Regions from separate parts of the Mus musculus genome. Here all the other regions are linked to region 1. Evidence: chromatin contacts called from public Hi-C and HiChIP or PLAC-seq data. All regions are on one chromosome and are shown on one strand. The core of a region is the stretch at or near the end of the contact, and the rest is flanking DNA. Distances in the headings are between cores, read along the strand shown. Region 1 has its middle 56 kb from the start of 1700006J14Rik. Region 2 overlaps Msrb3 (methionine sulfoxide reductase B3). Region 3 holds the start of 4930471E19Rik (a long non-coding RNA gene).

What was found. A called contact is a pair of places that touch in the nucleus more often than the background predicts. HiChIP or PLAC-seq counts read pairs in DNA pulled down with a chosen protein or histone mark.
Region 2: a contact with region 1 is called in a Hi-C map of bone marrow-derived macrophages, with 11 read pairs. The contact joins two enhancer-like sites. A contact is called at or near these places in 4 of 484 Hi-C or Micro-C datasets (bone marrow-derived macrophages, embryonic fibroblasts, hematopoietic stem and progenitor cells and 1 more) and 2 of 115 datasets of contacts at active chromatin or transcription factors (embryonic basal ganglia and embryonic stem cells).
Region 3: an H3K27ac HiChIP or PLAC-seq map of trophoblast stem cells shows a contact between it and region 1, with 7 times the contacts expected there. The contact joins the promoter of 4930471E19Rik here to the enhancer-like site in region 1. A contact is called at or near these places in 1 of 15 datasets of contacts at CTCF or cohesin (the NIH/3T3 cell line), 5 of 115 datasets of contacts at active chromatin or transcription factors (embryonic basal ganglia, embryonic stem cells, extraembryonic endoderm stem cells and 2 more) and 1 of 9 other capture datasets (embryonic stem cells).

Annotation. Positions count from the first base shown.
Region 1 is chr10:120,307,102-120,309,834 of GRCm38.p6, reverse strand. No RefSeq gene overlaps it. Among named protein-coding and RNA genes, the nearest start is that of 1700006J14Rik, 56 kb to the left of the region's middle. Within about 2 kb of position 1,409, at least 47 of the 459 cell types and tissues checked have an H3K27ac peak or open chromatin away from gene starts, as enhancers often do. A contact at or near this core is called in the NIH/3T3 cell line, bone marrow-derived macrophages and trophoblast stem cells, where this site is marked.
Region 2 is chr10:120,814,059-120,816,791 of GRCm38.p6, reverse strand. All of the region lies in intron 5 of Msrb3 (methionine sulfoxide reductase B3), which reads left to right. Among named protein-coding and RNA genes, the nearest start is that of Gm15910, 42 kb to the left of the region's middle. Within about 2 kb of position 1,316, at least 41 of the 459 cell types and tissues checked have an H3K27ac peak or open chromatin away from gene starts, as enhancers often do. A contact at or near this core is called in bone marrow-derived macrophages, where this site is marked.
Region 3 is chr10:120,634,786-120,637,518 of GRCm38.p6, reverse strand. 4930471E19Rik (a long non-coding RNA gene) reads left to right here and starts at 1,412. Exons shown (of 2, transcript XR_003948971.1): 1 at 1,412-2,733.

The DNA of each region.
Region 1 (2,733 bases), core at 160-2,659:
TGTTTCTTCTTTGTCTGCTCCGAAAACAGAATTCCCTGGGGTTTATACTCTGGTTTTGTCTTCTGCACTATCCTCTTCTCCCGTCCATTTTCTGCACCATGACCCACTCCCCTCCCCCACCCTCATGTAGCTTTGGCTACAAATCAGAATAGCTCTCGGGGGCTAGAACCACATTGCAACCCTCCTGTGTTTCCTAAGGATTTTCCTTCGTTCCCCAGATTTTTTTTTTCCTGGCTTCCTCCAGGTGGGGTTCTGACCACAGAAACTGAAGCTAGCCCCCACCCCAACTGTAGAAGTTTATTGAAGTATGGTACGATAGTCTTACAAATGTCATTTTCTCCCTACTGTAAATCAAGGGACAGCTGTCTTTGGAATAAATTCCAAATAGTTGGTCTGGAAATGAGATTGGCAGTGGGTCCCTCCTCCATCCTGGCTGACATCTCCCCATTCATTGCTTTTCTGCTTTCATCCATTCATTGTTTGATGAGTCTATAAATACATCTCATCTGCTTCTACTTTGCTTTTTAAGAATAAACTGATACCAAACACGCTGCCTTAATTACATCCACAGGCAAAGCATAACAAGTTAAAGTGTTGTCACAATATAGTTTTAGAACTTGACATTGCTCATTATGCCAGCTGTGATAGAACTGGGTAATGAAAAAAAATCTTAATTCAAATGTATAAATGAGTAATCCATCAGGAAAGACACTTTTAACATTGATGGATGAAAGTGCCTAGAAACCTGTTATGCAAAGGAAAGGGCATGCATGGGAGGGCTGATGAGCTTCAGGCGGGGTACCAGAGCTGGGAGGCATGGCCCCCTCTGACACTGAACAAGTCAGTTCCTCCAAATTCAAGTCAGACTCGGAACACTGTCCCCAAGGTGACCTTGAGTGTCCTCATTACGAGGTGGCCACTGACTCACGAGGCTCTGAATCATGAGCACAGAAGGAAGAGGCAGACCGACTCTGACTCACTCCCAGAAAGCCCTAGTTTGGGAGAGTTCTACCTCTGGGATGCAGATGAGTCTTAAAGAAAAGGACACCTTATCACTCATACCTTGTTGCTGGAAAATTACTTCTTTAATGCCTTTGACTGACATCATAGGTTTCAAGTTGTAAGTTTCAGACAACAGAAGCCCATTGAAGAATGAGCATTCTGTAACTTTTAAAGAAAAATTTATTTGCCTAAGTCATTTTCACACAAAACATGATCATTTACACACACACACACACACACACACACACACACACACACATTGAGCAGCTGTTTGCATTCACTAAAGACTTCAAACAGTGCAAATTTAAACCATTATTACATATGTCAAATGAATTACCCTCACCCATTCTGCAATTATACTTTGCAAACCCAGCAAAGAATGCAGCCTGTCTGTGAGTCACTAACACATAACCCTGAGATACACTGCTCCTAAAAAAAAAATTTAAAGCTAAAGGGAGCATTGTGGTACACACTTTAATCCCAACAGAGAAAAGGCAGAGGGTGTCTGTGAGTTCCAGGCCAGTCTAATGTGCATAGTAAGGCCCTGCCTCACGAATAAAAGCAAAAAATAAAACAAAACCATTGCAGAAGAAGACATGATACTGAATGGGGAGGATGACCAAAAAAAAAAAAAAAAAAACTTGGGAAGCGAACATCTATCTCTGAGTAAGAAGTAAAGGTCAGCAAAAAACTCCAAGACAGGGAACTATTAGAGCGCTCTTCTTATCACACACAGAGAGCCACAAGAGAGCAGCAGCTAATATACTGTGAGTTGTGCGTGAAAACTGGTAGACATCAGAAAGATTTTAAGTGATTTAAAAGAAGGTAAGACTTGCAGATGGTCCAACCGCTTGGCTGCAAGATAAATCCAGGAAGAGTGACAACCAGATGTTTCACAGATTGTATAAGAACTATTCTAAACAGATAGGATTGGACGGTAAGAAAAAAAATCACTGTGGCAAAATACAAGAAATGATGGGCCATGCTTGTGGTGGTTTGAATATGCTTGGCCCAGGGAGTGTGTGGCACTATTTGGAGGTGTGGCCTTGTTGGCGTGGGTGAGACCTTTTTGAAGGAAGTGTGTCACTGTGAGTGTGGGCTTTAAGACCCTCATCCTAGGGCTGGAGAGATGGCTCAGCAGTTAAGAGCACCAACTGCTCTTCCAGAGGTCCTGAGTTCAATATCCAGTAACCACGTGGTGACTCACAACTATCTGTAATGAGATGAGATACCCTCTTCTGGTGTGTCTGATGACAGCAACAGTGTACTCACATAAATAAATAAATAATTTGGACCCTCATCCTAGCTGCCTGGAAGCCCATCTTCTCCTGTTTGACTTCAGAACAAGATGTTGAACTCTCAGCTCCTCCTGCACCATGCCTGCCTGGATGCTGCCATGCCATGCCTTGATGATAATGAACGGAACCTCTGAACCTGTAAGCCAGCCCCAATTAAATGCTCTCCTTATAAGAGTTGCCTTGGACATGGTGTCTGTTCACAGCAGTAAAACCCTAAAACACTGCTGGAACCATTCACCACTGGAAATATTTACTGGTAGAGACTGTGGGAGAGCTGACTCGAAGAACTATCCCCCTTGTTGACAGAAAAGAGGAAACTCAATATGCACACTGGGAGATTTCAAATTCTGAGGAGCCCTGGGCAGCACAAACATCACGCTGGGTATTTTCTTACAACGTACTCATTGAAAGAATCAGAAATATATTACACTCA
Region 2 (2,733 bases), core at 67-2,566, 510 kb before region 1:
ATGGATAAGACCAAAGACAAACTATGTTGCAAATCAAGCAAACTATGTTGCAAACTGCTAGTAAATCCCTTTAAAGCATGGATGAGGCTTTTCTGAGGCATCTGCTCTGTCCCACCTTATAGTGTTTGGTTCTTGGTGTCTCTTACCCTCCGCAGAGCCTGCTGATTGCTGGCAGGTATTGGGAAGCCAGCTTTACTCTAGCTTCGTTTTCTGACAGGCAATGTAGAGTGATTTCAATGCAGTTGAGAGAAGTTAGTTTTTCTTCCTTCCTTCCTTTCTATGTTTACAAAGGTGGAAAAAACAAACAAACAAACAAAACAAAACAAAACAACGTAATTCTTTCAGCCTCATTTGCTTCTGACAAATTCCTTTTTCTATTGAACACAAAGTTTTAAGTACAGTATGGTGAAGTTTACCTTACGTGTGCAAATAGCCTTAAATAAATAAATAAATGATAAAAGATAAAAAATAAAAAATAAAAAATAATTGAATGATTTTTCAGAGGCCAATAAGCATTTCCAAAGTTTAACCAAATTGGGAATTATAGAAATATAAATGGTATCAACTATTATATGCCCAAAAATTAGGGCTTCAAGAGTGTAGTTAGACCAAGTTCAAACATTAGTAATGGGAACAGAATTTTGATGTGTATGGATTCCCCCACCCCCGAAAAGGAACTTGATGATTGCTTAATACAGAAATTCTAATTTCAGAAACTTTATAGAGAAAATACTCGAGGTGAATGTGGAAGAGTGTTCATAAAATACTCACGATCATAGGAAGAAAGGAAAGGAAAGGAAAGGAAAGGAAAGGAAAGGAAAGGAAAGGAAAGGAAAAGGGGGAGGGGGAGAGGGGGAGGAGAGGGAAGAGAGCCTAAACATTCCAAATCTCCATAATAAGGGCAGGTCACTATATTTTCTCTATGTAGAATTTTTAAAAAGAAATATAGTAAAATTTTAACAGTAGTTATTTCAGTGAAGTAAGATTACAGGTGGCTTTATTATCTTTTTTAGAGCTTCTTGTAATATTCTAGTGTAGTGTGTAAAGCCACTCAATGCTTTTGTAAACAGGGAAAAGGAAATCATTATAGCTAACCTTTCTGTGTCCCCCATGTCCACCACTTCTGCTCCTGGCAGAAGATCTCCACCCAGTGACTTTCAGAATGTCCCAGTCATTCCATGGGGCACTGTCTCGAAAGACTGGAACTCATGATAGAAAGGAAAGAAATGTGATTTACACGGGCTTCTCACCAAGTGAGCAAGGAGGGGAACATACTGCTTTATGTGAATGTTGTGGGGGCAGAAAGAGGAAGTCACCAAGGCTGACACGTGGAAGCCTTAAAGAATAAAGAGACCAGCTGGAAACAGGAACTCAAACTTCACAAGTCAAAAGATGGTGGACTCCCGTCAGAGTTGCGTGGCTCTTCTCATGGTAGCTTTACTGAATATTAAAACTAACAGCTGAAACATGGTGTAGTTGAAAGGAAGAAAGAGCTGGCTCTTTCCGCAGAAAGAGAGCAGCTGACCAATGACAGTCCGTATTCTACAGAAACCACTGTTGGTTAAATGAAGCCACCACGGACATGCTTCTAGCTGAAGGCCTTCAATTTGTGACTTTTAAAATATAGTCTAGAGCTTACTGCATCTGTCTTCCAACTCTGCCCTTTGTTAAGTGGTGCGGCTACTCCTGGAACTGGTCAGGATGTGATATGCGGACATTCTCAAAGATGTGAATGGGTTGGTGGGTTTTTCAAAAGTTTGCTTGTAAGTCAATTGCTTTGAGCTTAGAATATATTTTGTTATTGAGCATTCTGCAGGCCCAGTTTCCCCCGGGGGTAGAACCTATAATGTACTTGATAGTATATAACTGTCTCAGTGGACAGTTTATCCAGACTGTCAGGTTGGGATGTCAAGCATCAATTTCCCACTTGTGGGAGGGAGAGGGTCCTTCACTCAGCTCCCATGATTGTTGGGAGTCTGGAGCAGTGTTTGAAATGATTGGTTTTGGATTCACACCATCTGTTCAGCAGCTGGGGATTGAAAGAGAATGTTGTGGAGTTGTGGAGACCGAGGTAGCCAAGGTTCTGGGAGAGTATCAACAGTACTATGTAAGTTGTGTATGAGAGATCATGAAAGGTTGGATTAGAAAGATAATTTGAGCTAAGTGCTAAAAGAAAATGGGAGCGTATCCCGGGGATCTACAAAAGGAGGGGAGGAGAGGATAATTGAAGACCTGAGGAGTGGCGTGTCTCCAGTGGCTTCCAGTGATGGCGAGCCTACTGCCGGCACCTGGGTTTATTTACACCAATGTTACCCCGTCTTCACTCTGCTTGCTAGAGCCTACTTCCTTCGAACAGTTTTTCTCAGTCCTATTCACATGTCAGAACAACTCAATGAACTTAAAAAGAAAAAATAGGTCCTTGGTCTCATTGATAACCAATTGTCTCAAAGAGTCTGGCGCTAGAGTTTAGGTATACAACACTCTCTAAAAGGCCCCCAAGTGACTCTAATGTGTATATAGAGGCTGACCGCCCCCGGAAGTGATCAGATGTAAGCAGACATACTGTTGTCTGCTTCATTCACTGTTTCTCTGCATCCAGCACAAGGACTGGCCCTCACTAGAAGTTCAGGGAACATTTGCTTGAACTCAAGAATGAATCAAAGAAGGAAGAAGGGCTGGATTTAATTAGTCTCTAACTCCATGGATTATAGTTCAGCAACAGGTCACATTTGT
Region 3 (2,733 bases), core at 163-2,662, 330 kb before region 1:
CTGGAAGTCAGCGTGGAGCAGCGGAGGAGCCCAGACTCCCCTTCCCTGCTCTCTGGCAGCTGTTGGCCCTGCCAGGACTCCTGGGAGGTACTGTTCTCCACTTCCAAGCTGCCTGGCTCAGAGAGAGTGGTGGGGCAAGGGAACGGGGACGGGGACTGGAGCACAACTATCCTGAAAAATCACAAATCCTATATTCATTGAAGGGAGAGAGGCCTCTGGGTGAATGGGTGCAGGCCAGAGGAGGACATGGAGTCAGGGGTGCTGAGAGCACAGGCAGCCCCCCACCCTCCCTTCCCCCGTGCTTGTGAGCACAAATCATCAGGAGAGGTTGTAAATGCAGCCACGGAAGGGGTTTAAGCCATGGGAGACATTATCTTCTTTAGATTTAAAAAGTTACTCTGGTTGTAGAAAGGATGGATGGCTATACATTTTGCTGGGTCTTCTCATTAAAAAATCATGTATTCCAGGCCCTTGGAACAGAAAGCACCTTTGAGATCAGTTAGCCCAAACCATCCCCTTTCAAAGATAAGCAAACTAAGATGTAAGAAAATTTATGATTTGCACAGGGTCATATAGCTAATAACCGTGTGCAGCTTTTAAACTTGGAGTGGGGAGGTGACAAATGACACTTTTAAGAAATCTTTCCAGGCTCTGTTTCCCTTGGCCAGCCGTGGTGTCTCCCTCTGTTCAACTCTCATCTCACCTTCTTCGTCTCTGTTACACTAGTCATTCATTTGTTACCTTGACCGCAGTGCCTTTGATTCCTGCCTCTTGGGAGAGACGGCAAAAGCAATCTCAGGGTGCAGGAAGCATGGCTTCTGATATATCTGTGACCGGCAAAGTGGTGCACCCGTGTTGTTAAGTGAATGGGTGGGTGGATTCTCTCTCCTTATGCTATAAATTAAGTATTCAGTGCCTGAATATGCGTGTCTAGATTTAACTGCTATAATTAAGGAGCTCAACGGTGCTGTCCAGAAAATCAGCCAGACTGGCTGTGGGGTAATTATTATTACATTGCTGGATTCATCGCAGGCACATTTGGCACCCGCACCTAGACACCCGGGCCCGTGTTGAGAACTTGGCTGGAGATGAGGCTATGCACTGTGTTTTGGCTCCCGGTGAAGAAACAAGCTGCAGACCACAGGTCAGTGGTGATCTAAGTCTGTGCCAGGCCTTCAGCACACAGAAGACAAACATGACTCACTGTGTCTGGGATCTCCCCTGCTCACAGACCTTGGTTTGAGGTCTGACGAGGTCTGGAAGAGACTCAGGGGCAGTGCCTAACTCGGAAGGGTACAGATTGTTTTCGCTGCGAGGTGACACACATCAGCGTTGCGAAACAGTGGAAAACTGGCAGGAGAAGATTCGAGCAGCCCTGATGCCTCTGCTCAGATGTCGCTCTCCTCCTGCCTCTCACTCTGGGCTCCATCATTACAGGGAAGCCACTGTGCTTCGTCTGCCCCAGCTGCCAGGCTGTAATGGTTATCTACCGCTGTGAAGTCGGATGTCCACAGTTACTGGCTTTGTGCCACCTCGGTGTATTGTTTGGTCATGGTTCCGTTATCTGGGTGGGGTCCTGCAGGACACTCCTCCAATGTCCTTGTCTTTACCCAGAGCTTCCTCTGAGGCCGACTTCTAGCTAAGACACGGTGGCTTTACTTAGCAGTATGTCACCACATCTGGGACAGCTGACGCTATTGTGACTGGCAGGTCTCCCCCAACCCCTATCTGTTTCTCCACCTGGGCTCTCACACATCATCACATAGCTAGCTATTCAAGGGTCCTAAGAGGAGAAAAACAAAAGTATCCTGCCTCTTAGAGCACCTTTCTAGAACATCCACAATGTCACACTGGCTATAGCCTATTAGTGACACTAAACAGGTACCAGCCTAACTCTAGGGATACAGGAAATCAAGTCCGCATCTTCCTCTAAGGAATGGCAGAGTTTCTGGCCTTTTCCAGTCTCCTCAATTAGCCATGACACTCCTGAGTCTTCACTGAATGTCCCTTACTTCAGAAAAGCCAGGAATCTGGGGCCTGTGCCAGCTGCCTCAACTCCGACATAAGTTCTTCTCCTGTGTTTTTTCTTCAACTTCATGATTGTTTGTGGGCTCGGCTGCTCCCTGGTTTAACGACCACGTGACTTCTACTAGCATAAAAGTCTGTGATGTGCAGGAAAGAGTCAACTGGTGGGGCAGAGGGAGACTTCTCTCAAGGTTGCTGCTATTCTTGCAAAAGCAACATGCAAGCCTTGGCTGATACCTGGGAAAACTGGGCCTGGGGGGGCGGGGCAGGGGATCAGGGTCTAGAGAAACAGATCCAGTAGGATGAGCATATATGCAGAAAGATACATATCTATATCTTTTGATCTATCTATCTACACACATGTATGTATGTATGTATGTATGTATGTATGTATGTATGTATATGACACCAACTAACAGGATTGCAAATCACCAACAGTGATTCCGAAATGTACAGAGTAGTTTGGTGAGCTTTAGACTCAGGAGAGAAGCCCCGCAGTTCCAGCCCTTGGGCTGGCAGGGTGAACTGACCTTACTTAAGTCCAGGAGCAGTCTTGCTCAGGGAGGTGGCCTGGGCTTGGTCTCTGGCTCACTGGGTAGGGCTCATCTGTATTATTTCTAGCCACAAAAAAAAAAAAAAAAAAAAAATCCACTGGTGTGAAAGTTTATCTCTTTCTAACCCACTGGTGTGAATGTTTATCTCTTTCTA